Linked DNA regions of Mus musculus: region 1 is linked to region 2. Evidence: chromatin contacts called from public promoter capture Hi-C data. All regions are on one chromosome and are shown on one strand. Each heading gives the region's core, a stretch centred on a gene start, on an enhancer-like site or on the middle of the called end of the contact. The rest is flanking DNA. Distances are from core to core; before and after follow the strand shown.

The links. Capture Hi-C pulls out chosen DNA fragments and counts their contacts.
Region 1: a contact with region 2 is called in a promoter capture Hi-C map of pancreatic islet. The contact joins two enhancer-like sites. A contact is called at or near these places in 1 of 115 datasets of contacts at active chromatin or transcription factors (pancreatic cancer cells) and 1 of 9 other capture datasets (pancreatic islet).

What each region holds. Positions count from the first base shown.
Region 1 is chr8:85,300,418-85,307,027 of GRCm38.p6, forward strand. It overlaps Orc6 (origin recognition complex, subunit 6), which reads left to right. Exons shown (of 7, transcript NM_019716.2): 2 at 692-821; 3 at 2,379-2,542; 4 at 2,945-3,034; 5 at 4,792-4,904; 6 at 5,800-5,901. Among named protein-coding and RNA genes, the nearest start is that of Orc6, 4.1 kb to the left of the region's middle. Within about 2 kb of position 4,469, at least 6 of the 459 cell types and tissues checked have an H3K27ac peak or open chromatin away from gene starts, as enhancers often do. A contact at or near this core is called in pancreatic islet, where this site is marked.
Region 2 is chr8:84,735,757-84,742,365 of GRCm38.p6, forward strand. The region is part of intron 2 of Nfix (nuclear factor I/X); the gene reads right to left. Among named protein-coding and RNA genes, the nearest start is that of G430095P16Rik, 16 kb to the left of the region's middle. RefSeq lists an enhancer at 6,105-6,609. Within about 2 kb of position 5,320, at least 124 of the 459 cell types and tissues checked have an H3K27ac peak or open chromatin away from gene starts, as enhancers often do. A contact at or near this core is called in pancreatic islet, where this site is marked.

The DNA of each region.
Region 1 (6,610 bases), core at 3,219-5,718, 560 kb after region 2:
AGCACTTGGGAGGCAGAGGCAGGCGGATTTCTAAGTTCGAGGCGAGCCTGGTCTACAAAGTGAGTTCCAGGACAGCCAGAGCTATACAGAGAAACCCTGTATCGAAAAATCGAAAAAAAAAAATTCCAGAAAGGGCCCAGTGGCGTTGGGGCTGATTTATTAAATAGTGGCACGCATGGGAAAATATGGTAAGAGTGGCCCAAATAGCTTCCATTTTCCGAAGCCCTTGAGATTAGGAGGGTCATTGTAGGATCTGTCTTAGGAAATAAAGCTACAGCAGGCAAGTGTGTAGAAAGTTCGTAGGTCTATTCCCAGGGCTACTGACCGGAAATACAATGGGACCCAGAACTATTTTCACAAGCCGCCGAAACTGAGACCCAATCAGTCATTAAGGAAGAGAAAGGGATTTAATTTACTCTAATCTGCCTGAACCAATTCTTTATACTTGTTGAAATAATGTAAGAAGGAAAGGTAATGTCCAAGGAACACGCTTGGACACAGCTAAGTCTGGAGTCATTTTGGTTCTATGTAAAGAACTTCCACCTCTCCAAAGGATGTGCTTTCTAGGCCCCAAATGAACTTGCACAGTAGTTAGGTGGTGTGCAAGTCCACCATGCTGAATTCAGTTCTTTGCCTAAGTGTTGACAAAGTTCTGCAGCAGTTTTAGTGACCATACTGCCTTTATAACCAGGAAAGCAGAGGAGTTCCTGCGGCTGTCTAAGGTGAAGTGTGTCAGTCTGTCTGCACGTAGCTCAGAAACCAGCAATGCTGTCATATGCCTGGACCTTGCAGCTTCCTGTAGGAAGTGCCCCTTGGATAGAGTAAGTTGGCTCCAAAGGACATTTGAGTGATCTGATGTGACCCTGAGGTTTCTTTGTTTTAATCTTCTTGTTGGCGGCTCCGTTTCTTTTTTATTATTACGGTTATATGTAAGTACACTGTAGCTGTCCTCAGACACTCCAGAAGAGGGCGTCAGATCTCATTATGTTTGGTTGTGAGTCACCATGTGATCGCTGGGATTTGAACTCAGGTCCTTCGGAAGAGCAATCACAGGAGAGAGTTTTTAATCAACTTCAAGGGTACGATCTATCCTGACACAGAAATCAAAGCAACTTGAAGAATCTACATGGCACCTACAGTCATGAAGCAGAAATCAAGTAATCTTTGTACCCAATTCAGTTTCTCCTTTTTTTTTGTACATATAGGATCCCATTGCAGGAGATTTTGCCATCAGAAATGGTCTGTCCACCTCAGTTAATCTAATGGGCACAATCTCCCCTAGGCATGCCCAGTGGCTCTTTTTCCAAGTGAGTCTAGATCTCATCAAGTTAACAGTTGAGAGTAACTCTCACAGTTTGTCCAAATCTTTAATGTTTAAAATTAGAGTCAGGAAGAGTCACATGTTGAAACCAAATGTCAGTATTATTTACAAGATCCATGAACTGCTAGTTTCTTCATCCATCAAATAAGAATAAAAACCGTCTTTTACTGGATTATTATTCTGACTAAAGAAGGTATCTATCTTCTTTATGTAGTAGATGTACACAGTACTTGTGTCATAATGGATGTATTTATTCATTAAAGCTCTGTTAACTTTTCTGTTGCTATCTAACTCTTCAGTCTCTTTTACCCTGGCCTCAAGCTATGATACACACTTTGTGAGTCATAGTTTTGTAAAGGAAACACTTTTCCACCCTGGAATGCTTTGTTGCCAAGTTCCTTTCTGTCCTAACGTGACTCTGCTTTGTTGTATATCTTTTATAAAGCTCTCCATGATTTCCCAAGATAGACTTGGCTCCCTACAGTGGTGGATTATCCTGTTCTTCCCTTCCAGATATACACTTTCCTCACCCTACACCCAGTACTTCCTTTAATTTTCCTAGTGGTTTGTTTTGTGCAGCTGAGACAAGCTATACTATTTAGTCGTTTTTAAATTATTTGTAAGTGCTCTTGCTCCTCTCTCTCTCTTGCTAGTCCCTTCCTGCTCCTGCCCTCTCCCTATTCCCTTCCCCTCTCTCCACATGCTTATGGCTGGCCTCTACTCTTCTACTTCTCTACTCTCCCTCTCTGTTTCTACTACCCTCTTAACTCCCCTTCCCATACCCTGAATAAACTCTATTCTATACTAAAAAAATATTATTTGTAAGTATGCATAATTGTACCTTTCTATAATACGAATTCTTTGAAATAGTCTGCTCTTAAAGTGATTGAAACGTTTTGGGTTAAATAAAATTAGTATATAATTAATATCACAGACTGGAGAGGTGGCTCAGCCATTAAAGGCTAGGCTCAAAACCAAAAGCATAATTAATATACCTCTTAATAAATATTTAAGAAGAATAATACTGAATTTAAAATGTGTGTTTTTCTTTTCAAAGGCATATTTAATTAGGCTCTCTGGTTTGAACAAGATGGTGTATCAGAGCTGTCTTAAATCTTTTGAGTGTTTACTAGGATTAAATTCAAATGTTGGAATCAGAGACCTAGCTGTACAGTTCAGCTGTACAGAAGCAGTGAACTTGGCTGCAGAGATACTGCAGAGGTATGTATAATTTTATAATACTTACTCTATGTGTATAAGTGTTCGCCTGCATGTATGTATGTGCACCCCATGCATGCCTGCTGCTCTCAGGTCAATAGAGAGCATCAGGTCCCATGGACTGGAGTTAGAAATGGGTGTGAGTTACCATGTGGATGCTGGGAAGTGAGCCCAGGTGCTCTCTAAAAGCAGAAGTGTTCTTAACTGCTGAACCATCTCTCCAGCTCCTAAATAAATACTAAAAACGTTGTTAGAAGCACAGTCAGCGAACAAATGCTAACAATAGGTCAGGACAATTTAAGTTAGGGGCCAAATTTTGTTTTGTTTTCTCAATTGTTATTGCATTTTCAGTCCCTTTAAGATATTTTCCTGACAAATAATTTCACAAACATTGCTGTCTCCTAGCTACGAGTCTGGTCTTCCTGAAACACAGCGAGCAGATCTTGACTTGTCCAGGCCACTTTTCACCACTGCCGCACTACTCTCAGCATGCAAGTAAGAGTTCTTGGGCATTACTTTATTGTGCTGGGTTTGCTTGTTTGTTTTTGCTTTGAGAGAGTTTTATGTGTAGTCCATGCTGGCCTGGAAGTCACTATGTATCATAAGCCAGCCTTAAACTCATGATGATCCTCCTGCTTCAGACTCCCAGATGCTGAGATTTCAAATGTGTGTGACTCAACACCCAGCTAGTGTAAGTGTTCTTTCACCATCCGGAAATGTTGCCAATATGAGCTTCTCATCCTCAGAGAACACTTGTCATTCGTTCTCCTCGGCTCAGCACAGTTTGCACTGTAGCCCTGGAACACTACGGTTGTGGCCTGGTAATGAGACTCTTGGCTTGGCTGATAATAGAGCTGCCAACTTCAAACGAGTGTTCAAGATGTTTACTTGCCATGTGGCACCCATGTCTGTAAACAAGGTATTCTCCTTTCAGACCCTACTTTTACTAAGTGTAAGTTGTAAATCTGTCAGGACAGTGATCGTGTTTGATTTTCCAGGCATATTGTTTAAAAAGAACTGAAAAACATTTCTAAAATAAATTCTTACATTTAAATCACCAAAATACTTAGTTATTAGTATACATACTGAATTATTCCATGAAATACTAATTTTTTATATCTTTGAAGTTGTTATTTTACTTTTTTTTTTTGGGTTTGTTTTTTTGTTTTTGTTTTTTGGGGTTTTTTTTGTTTGTTTGTTTTTTCGAGACAGGGTTTCTCTGTGTAGCCCTGGCTATCCCGGAACTCACTTTGTAGACCAGGCTGGCCTCGAACTCAGAAATCTTCCTGCCTCTGACTCCCAAGTGCTGGGATTAAAGGTGTGCACCACCACCGCCCAGCTTGTTATTTTACTTTTAAAGAAAACTTTCTACAGAAAAATCATGTAGTCTGTTAAAGAATATATTTCTCAGTTTCCAGTCATTAATTTTGGTGTACTTGGCACTTTTAGCAGCATACCTAGGAGTGATTGTCATCCATAGATAATATTCTTTTAATTCAACAAGGGTATGTGTACGAAGAAGGAATGTAATTGATGTTACAAAAGAAACTGAAAATAGTCAAATAACTCCACTTTTGGAACTATATTAAACTGAACACGAAATGGTTAATTGTCTTGGGGGGGGTGGGTGTTGCTTGCCATATATGCTGCCTGTGGAGGCAAAAAGAGGACATTGGCTCCCCTAGAACTGGAGTTACAGGTGGTTGTGAGCTACTATATGGGCGTTACTCGGGCCCTCTTAAAGAGCAGCAAGAGCTCTGAAGCGCTGAGCCATCTCTCCAGCCCCCTTAACCACTGAGCCATCTTTCCAGCCCCAGGTCTTTTGCTTTTTAATTGCTTGCTGTAGAAGAATATGAACAGGATTGAGGCTTCAGGAGTAGGGCAAAGAGATGTGACACTCCTGTGTAAATAGAAACATTCTCAAAGCGAGTTGAACACTTAACAGATACTGAGTCCATTCAGCAAATTGGTAACATCTGAGAGGCATGAAGCGCTGTAGCAGATGTCTTTGTTTGTTTGCCTCATTTACTGCTGAACAGATGAATTTTCCGCTCTCAGTTTAATAAGAAACTAAAGGACTTAAGAGAGCAAATCTGCAAGCTTCCAGCTAATGACATTTGGAAAACAGGAAAGTCCAGACAGCTGGAGAATTTTAGTAAATCGTGGGCAAAGGGCCATAGGTTTGTAATCTGTTTTTCTTGCCCAGAAAACTGGTGATATTGAAAAAACAAATTTATGAAATTGTTTTTTAGAATTCTAAAGATAAAGGTGGATAAAACCAAAATGATAACTGCATCCGGTGTGAAAAAGGCAATACTTGATCGACTGTGTAAGCAGTTAGAAAAGATTGGGCAGCAGATTAACAGTGAGTATTCTGTGGTTGAAAATGCTGATTTTATTAATTTTTTAGTGAGATAATTGACATGTCTGCCCTGCGAATAAAGTGGTTTAGTACCTGTCTTAGTCAGGGTTTCTATTCCTGCACAAATCATTATAACCAAGAAGCAAGTTGGGGAGGAAAGGGTTTATTCAGCTTATATTTCCACATTCCGGAGGAAGTCAGGACTGGAAATCAAGCAGTTCAGGAAGCAGGAGCTGATGCAGAGACCTTGGAAGAATGTTACTGGCTTGCTTCCTCTGTCTTGCTCAGCTTTCTTTCTTATAGAACCCAAGACTAGGCCCTCCCCGCTTAATCACTAATTGAGAAAATGCCTTACAGCTGGATCTCATGGAGGCATTTCCTCAAAAGAGCCTCTTTTCTCTGTGATAACTCCAGTTCATGTCAAGTTGATACACAAAACCAACCACTACAACTATACCTTTAAAAAATATGATTCTACAAATCTATGCTGAGAAAATACATTCCTTAAGAAACATCAGTATCAGACAAGCTTGGTGGCACATGCCTGCTATTCCAGCACTTGGGAGGCAGAAGCAGGCAGATCTCTGTTCAAGGCCAGCCTGGTCTACAGAGTGAGTTCCAGGTCAGCCAGGGCTACACAGAGAGACCCTGTCTCAAAAGAAAGAAAGAAGCTGCAGTGTTAAGTGCCAGTATCTGAGTACTGCTTGGGATGGGAGTGATTCCATGTCTAATAAAAGAAACAGCCAGAACAAGAGGAGCAGGATTATCTATCTGCCGCTCCATCTCTTTTTGCTCCTCTGGGTACTGGCTTTCTATCATCCAGCTGAGGACTTAGATGACCAAATGTAAAATTGATTAGAAAAATTAACCTTGAAACCAACTTTTCTTTTTCTAAAAGGAGACTCTGCAGATTTAGCTAGACCAGCACTGAAGAGAAAGAAGCCAGAGTTTAGTCCAACACTGAAGAAAAAGGAGCCAGGACTTGAACCACCAGCAAAAGGTAGGGTACACTAGCTCTCTTGGTACTGAAATTGGTGCAGTATAATTTATACACTGAGCAGTCCTGTGTTGATCCCAACAGTTTATATGACAAGAAGCAGCACTAGAGGAAAGCCTGACAACTAATTATTTGATAAGACCTATTTTTCAAGCCAGGCATGATTTACACACCTGTAATTACTTCTACATGCTTAGAAAATAGACACAAAGGATTACTGTAAATTGAAGGCCAGATTGATCTGTATAGTGAATTCCAGGCCAACGTGGGCTACACATTGATACCATCTCACAACAACAACAAAACAGCCTTTTAAGCAATAATTAAAGGAAGTAACAGAAGTGTGAGTAAAAATATATCTGGTGGCCAAAGAATACAGATATTACTAATTTTTAGAGGTATATCTGGTACAGCATGACATGTCTTTAATCCCAGCACTCAGAGACAGGGCCAGGCTGATCTCTGAGTTCCAGGCCAGCCTGGTATACAAAGCAAGTTCTAGATCAGTCAGAACCACACAGTGAGAATTTGTTTAAAAAAAAAAAGAGCGAGAGAAGAGAAAGAAAAGTGTGAATGTTGGTAACTAAACTGTACCTGGGTTCATATTTTACTTTGCCAGTGTTAAAATCTTTAGGCAAATTAAACAATTCAAGCAGACTGACTCATAAATTGGACAGCTTCAAATCTAAAATTGGTTCCGAAAACACCACCC
Region 2 (6,609 bases), core at 4,070-6,569:
CCAGCTGCTCCTGAGGCTATTAATAGTGTTTCCCCTTCCCAGGGCTGGGCAGCACCCCCCCCACCTCTACCCCAGCCAAATACATTTGCCCTTGGTCTAATTACTCTCGGAGGGAAGTAGTCAGTCCCTAATGCCAGACCTGAATGAGAGGGGCAACAGAGGCTCTGAAGGTCACATAGGTGACTGCCTGGAACCGCAGGAGCTTCAAGGAAGACATAAAGTCTAGTCCAGGAGGAAAAGTGCAGTGGAGAAGAGCTAGGGAAAGAATTAGGGTCAGGCCAAGCAGTGTGGGGAAGGAGGCCTGTGCGGAAGCCAGAGGAGGCAGGGGGAGAGGAGGCAGAGAAGGAGGCAACCCGGGCAGAACGCTGCTTCAGGGAGAAATGATGCTGAAGGCGGCGTGACCTGCTTCTCAGTCCTCGTCTGTGTAAAGAAGGGCACGCAGCAGAGGGTGAGCTGGGACCCACAGGCCCGGAGCCTCCATGCCCACCCACAAGATTTCAGTGGAGGAGGAGGAGGAAGAGGAGGAGGAAGGAGAAGATCTGAGGAGAAAGAGAAGTGAGTCCTTTCAGTTCAGTGCAGAGAAGGTTCCCTAAGTTACAGCTTCTTCACCATAGGACATGGAGCCTGCGGGACAGAGATGGGGGGACAGGGCATGAGCCCCTGCACCTCTGCTACCCTAGGCGTCTCTAATCCTGTTCCCCCTGTGGCCTACTCCTGTAAAGAATGCTGGGGCTCAGTGGGGAACCTAGCAGAGCCCACCCACCTTACCTGGCCATACAGGGCAAGCTGCGTTGGAGTACCCGCCTCAGCCCCTCCAGAGCAGTGCCCTGGCTGTGGGCAGACCAACACTGGTTGGTAAAAGGAAGGCAGACACAAACACATCCCATAATCAGATGTTTCAGCAGGACTTGGTTCCCACCTACAGGCCTAGCAGCCCTGTCTTCAAACCTTCCCCGCTGGGTAACTTCCAGCTGGGTCAGCACTGGCAGACTGGCGGCCTGGGTCTCAAGGGAACCCTCCATCAGCTCCAGGAGGACAAGGCCTCTTGACTTTGCTTACTGCTTCATCTCCACCACCTCTCTAAGACTCTAAAGAGCCCTTTCTAGATCTTTCTTGCAACTGTGGCTTCTACTCTGGCTCCCCCTCCTACCCCCCAGGGGACAGAGCATCTCCTAGCTAGCACCTTCCTGTTTCCACCTTTAATCCTGTAATCCTGAGCTGAGCCTCCTATCAAAGGACTCGATGGACAGAGGAGCCCAGGGCTCCTAGAAAAGAGCAGGGCAAGAAAGTACTCTGCTCATGGCCTGCTCCTCTTCCACCCGGGAGGCCCAAAGCCTGCTAGAGCCATTTACACAAGACACGAAGGACCTGGAATCTTGACTCCAAATGTGTTTCGTGTTGTTGGCTTTTTTTTTTAAGTTTTAATAAAAGATTGTCTGTTATTATTATCTTTTTTTTTTAGACAATGTAGCCCTGGCTGTCCTGAAACTCATCCTGTAGACCAGGCTAGCCCTGAACTCAGGGATCTGCCTGCCTCTGCCTCCAGATTGTCGGGATAAAAGGCGTACACTAACCATGCCTGACTAACTCCAATTTTCTAATCAGAGCCCGAAGAGCCTCAACAAGTCTCATGTGGCACTGGGGGCTGGGAAGGACTTTGGGCCTAGACTAAGAAGGCTGAGCCTTCTTGTTATTTAGACCCCCTAGTCAGTCTCTCTGGCCTCCTAATACAGTACAGCTTAGACCTATACAGAAGATGAGATGTTAATGGAGACTTGACTTTCACTACGGACGATTTCATAGAAAGTACCACGTACATATAAGGGAAACTCGGGCTATTTACGGAATACAAACACCAATCCACCTATACATCAGGCTAGCAGGTGCCAAAGATCCTTGAGGACCCTGCGGGGGCTCAAGGAGCTTCACGTTGCGCTCCCCAACAAGGTAGCTAGGTGGCGCAGCGAGTTAACACTAGCTGCCCTCTGCCGGTCACAGTAGGGCGAGCCCGTGGGGTGCTGGCCTAGAAGTTCCGCAGACAGGGTTCCCTCTGAACACGTGCTGAGCCCAGCAGGAAGGGCAAGAACCCAGCATGACCACCAGACCTCGCATCTGTATCAGGAACGGAGCTGCCTCAGACAGCGGCTCCCATGACTGCACAAGCACATTCTCGGATGTGGTCAGGGCAGAGCTCGCCATACACCTTGAATAGGAACAGCTTGCAGTGGGGAACGGGGTGGAAGGAGGCCTCCAAAAGGGAGGCAAGGAGAAGCAGAAGGTGAGGCTGCCAGGTGTTTGGTCCGCAGGGGTCCATCCGGGCCCCAGTAAGCTGCTTCCCATTTGAGAGTTTTCTGTTGTTGACCCCAAGAGTGCCCCCAAGGTGCGCTGGACACCCTCGGTGCTAACTTGTCTTTACACTTGGTAACTCTTGGAAAGAAAAAAATCTTTCTACCACCCACATGGCAGGAGTGAAAAGATGGGGACTGAAAGCCAGAATAGGAGCGTCAGACAGGGAGAAAAATGGAGAAGTCAAGAAGAGAAAAAACAAACAAAAACAAAAACAAAACCTCGGCACAGGAAAGCGCCGCTTGTGCTTGTGAGGGCGGCAGAAACAGGCAGGCACACCCTCCCGGGCTGCAAGCGGGAGAAAGGCCCCTTTGTTCCGCCCAGAGGTTAGCCGAGGTGAGGCCAGCCCTGCAGCCCCCCTGACCCTGGGCAGTACAGATTACTTCGAAGGGTCTGGCTGGACCTGGCTGCCTCCCTCATCCATTGGTCAGTCCCCAGCCCCAGCACACAGGAGTCAAGGGAGGAAACCCCCACCCACTGGGCTTCAGAAGGGCTGGGATCCCTTCCATGGCTCCCTGGGTGCCTTCACTGCCCGCTGTTAGGAGTTTGCTTGGGGTTTCCTCTGAATGGATTCGGGGCAGTGCAGTGGCAGGACCCAGACTGTGCTGTGCTGTGGTGTGCTTGGAAATGGCGCTGGGGAGGCTGGCCTGATTGTCCTCTAGTCTCACTCCTGATGAGCCCTCCCAGGGACCAAAATTAGGCTCTGGTGAGGACTTCTCAGAGTGAGCCTTGACTCTGGGCTGAGATCAGATACCTGAGACCCTTCAGCAGAGGCTGAAGTGGGAATGCATGCCAGATGAGACAGAACTCTAAGGGACTGTCAGCTTACCACATTCTGCCCCACCTGGTTACCGTGAGGAAGGGCTTCGGGCCCCAGCCCTCCAAGCCTCCACAGGCATGCTCTGCACCTATTCGTAGGGCTACTGGCCTGGAATATCAAGAGCAAATCATTCCTATCTCTTAGGTAGTGGTCAGAGGTTTAAATTTGGCAAAGACCGAAAGACTGCTTCACCCTCTCCCGCTCCCTCCTTCAGACAGCATTTCTATGTGTAGCCCTGGCTGTCTTGGAACTTGCTCTGTACAACTCACAGAGATCCGCCTACCTCTGCCTCCTGAGTGCTGGGATTAAAGGCCTGTGCCACTGCCACCTGGCCTGTTCCACTTTCTACTCAGCAGTACTTGCAGCTCCTATGCAAATATAGGATGGGAACCAGGCGGAGAGACTGGCCCGTTAGTTCTCCCCGACAGTGCCCCAGCCTCAGTCTGGAAGCACCTTCTCAGGAGGCCCTGGTCCTCAACTTACACCAGCTGAGCATCAAGGAGTAACATGGGGAGAAAGCAAGCAACTGAGAGGGCTATTCCTGTGTATGATCTTTGGCAAGGGAAGTGGAGGGCTGGAGGGAAAAGGAGGAAGGGACAGCTTGCTCAGGGGGCCTGAGTGGCTGCCTCCTGCCTCGTGTAAGAAAGTGCAGCTCAGATACACAATGTCCTGCCAAACCCAGCCCCTTAATTCAATTAAGTGCAGGACCAACTTCCCAGATTGTTCTGTGTGCCAGTGCCTGTGAATGTCCTGATGTGTGTGAATCCTGAGATCTGTGTGTGTGTGTGTGTGTGTGTGTGTGTGTGTGTGTGTGTGTGTGTGTGTGTGTGTCCTGAACCCAGAGGGGCAAAGGGAATGAAGAAAGAACTGAAATCTTGAAAAGACACATTTCTTCTTAACCCTCATACTGTGGACCCGGAGACCAGGACACTGTCTGGGATGCAGTGCAGGGACTGTCCATGTTCTGTGGGTCAGACAGCATCCCAGGCCTCTGCTCATTTGGTGCTAAGCCTCCTGTTAGCCCCAACCAAAATGTCTGTACAATTACAAAGGTTCACAGGGGCCAGGACTGGCTCACTTAGAGCAGTAGTTGAATCCTGCAGCTTCAGGCATGCACTAATAGGGCCTCCTCTCTCACATTTGCCCCTTTGACTGCACACTCTTGGCCAGCTCCTTTTCTGAGCTACAACCCCACCTGGTCACTTGGTCCCCAAAGGCTTGAGAGTGTTCTATAAAGGACAAGGTCCTTGGCGTGTAACATGCGCTCCTATGCCTTTGTGACTTTCTCTCAGCAGGTGACCTGACTCTGAGGTCATGCCTGAGCAAGATCCAGACTGACTGAAACCTGCATTCTCCATCACTGTGACAGGCTCTACAGGAGAAGTGGAGACAGACCTTGAAAAGATGGTCTGCCAAGGCCCCAGAGGCCAGCAGAAGTGCCCCACAACCTTTTACACTCACCATCCCTATTTAAAGGAGTTCCCCAGTGTGTGTGTGTGTGTGTGTGTGTGTGTGTGTGTGTGTGTGTGTGTGTTACATGAAGCTCTCTTGACCTGGAGGAGAGGGCATGTGTCCAGCAGCCCCTCTCTTACAGCCCCCAAGAAGCCTGACTTTCTCCTTAGCCCTCCGGGAGCCCTGAGCAGCCCCTTCTGGGAGCAGAGCCAAAAAGATGGAAGCTTATAAGCTGCTAAAAGGGAAATGTGGGAGGTGGGTAGAGAAGGCCCTGGCCTCCAGGTAGTATGGACTAGGCCCTTAGGTCATGAGACTCCGCCCTTTTCTCAGGGAACAACATCTGGCTGGGAGGAAAAGCCTCTGCTTCACCCTAGCTGACACAACCTGGCCTGACTGATATCTAGCAGGGAGCAGTCTACAGGAGCAGACTAGAGCCCCCACCGCATCCTGAAACAGTGGTGTCTCAATACATATATTCTGACCCACATCCTGTGGGATACTCCTGAAAGTTTTTGGTTCATCTTCCCTCCTGAGCCTGAGTGGAAAGGGATCTAGGCGGGAAGGGCTTTATCAGGGAAAAGCCAAGGCTGGGGATGTCAGCTTGGTGGGAGCGAAAGCCTAAAGTCAGTCTCCGTTTTGCTCTAGGGCTCCACACACAGCTAATGGGAGGCTGGCAGCGGCAAATTGTTGTTTACTTTTAATTAAGTAAACAATGTCGGCTTTCCGCCTCCTCCCCTGCCATCCCAGCCAGTAATTTAGGGATGACAATGGGGTTGCTTCCTTCCTCCTGCCTTCTTCCTTGAGCACTCCTGCTAGCTCCCTTCTCCTCCACAGTTTTTGGAACTTGTGGCTACAGGGAGGGCTCCACCCAGAGGGACAGGACAACCTGAACCACCTTTGGCCCAACAGGTTCCACTTAGGGCTACCCAGGCCCAGGGCTGTGATTCTCCATCTCTGCTTCTCCAGAGCGACCAGGGCAGTCTTCCCCTGACAGCATGGAGTATGTAGCTGGTTCTCCTCCTCCTCTCCAGCCACACCTCTAAAAGCCATCAAGCAGGATAGCCAAACATTGGGGTGGGAGGCTGCATCAGCAGATGACAAAGCCTGAAGGCAGGAAGAGATTCCCACCTGTAGGCCCCAGAGTCCACAAGTCTCCCTCATCACCGGTAAGGGACCTTCTGGTCCAATCAGGAAGAGCCAGTGTTCCAAGCCAGCAGTCTATGTGCGGTACCAACTCTCCTCGGAAACTGAGCTGCCACGAGCTGCTTTTGTGGCCTTGGTTTCTGACATCACTATCTTGACATCTTTAACTTGAACAAGAGGCCCAGCGTTTTCATTTTGCTTTGAGTCCCACAAATTCTGCAGCTAGTTCTGTTCAGAGACCAGAACTGCGTGAGGGAAGGAAGAGAAAAGCAAGCAAGCTAAATCAGCCTTTCACCCACTGGGTTGTCCTGCCTAGGGCTAGGGTACTGAGCTCTGGAAGTGCAGAAGGGTCCTGCTTTGAGCTCCCAAGGAGGCTGAGTTCCAAATGAGGCAGCCTGGAAGACAGGATGCCACACAGGCAGATTTGTACCTGGGCTGATGGAGAACCAAGGCTCCTTAGAGAGCCTTTCTCTGTAAGCCAAACGCCACTTGGCAGGTGGCCTTGCTCTGAGCCCTCTGCACACAGTGGGTCTATAACTGCAGCAGACCTGTGTGGCAGCGGGGAGGAGCTCTCAGAACTCCTCTACCTCCTGAGATGAGGATGGTTGGGTCCAGAATCTAGCCCTGCCCAAGCAACTGGGGACTAAGGTGCCTCCGTTTAGGTGCATGGGGCAAGGGTAGGCAGAATGAGCTGTACACAGGCTGCTCCAAACCCTTGCCAAAGGGCGGGGTCTTCTTTAGCTCAAGCTGGCTGGGGCTGGATGCAATTTCAGCCGCAGAGCAGGGCTCGCTGGCTGGAAGCAATTTTCTCATTAGGACCCCAGGCCTGCTCGCTTGGTCTGTTCCCA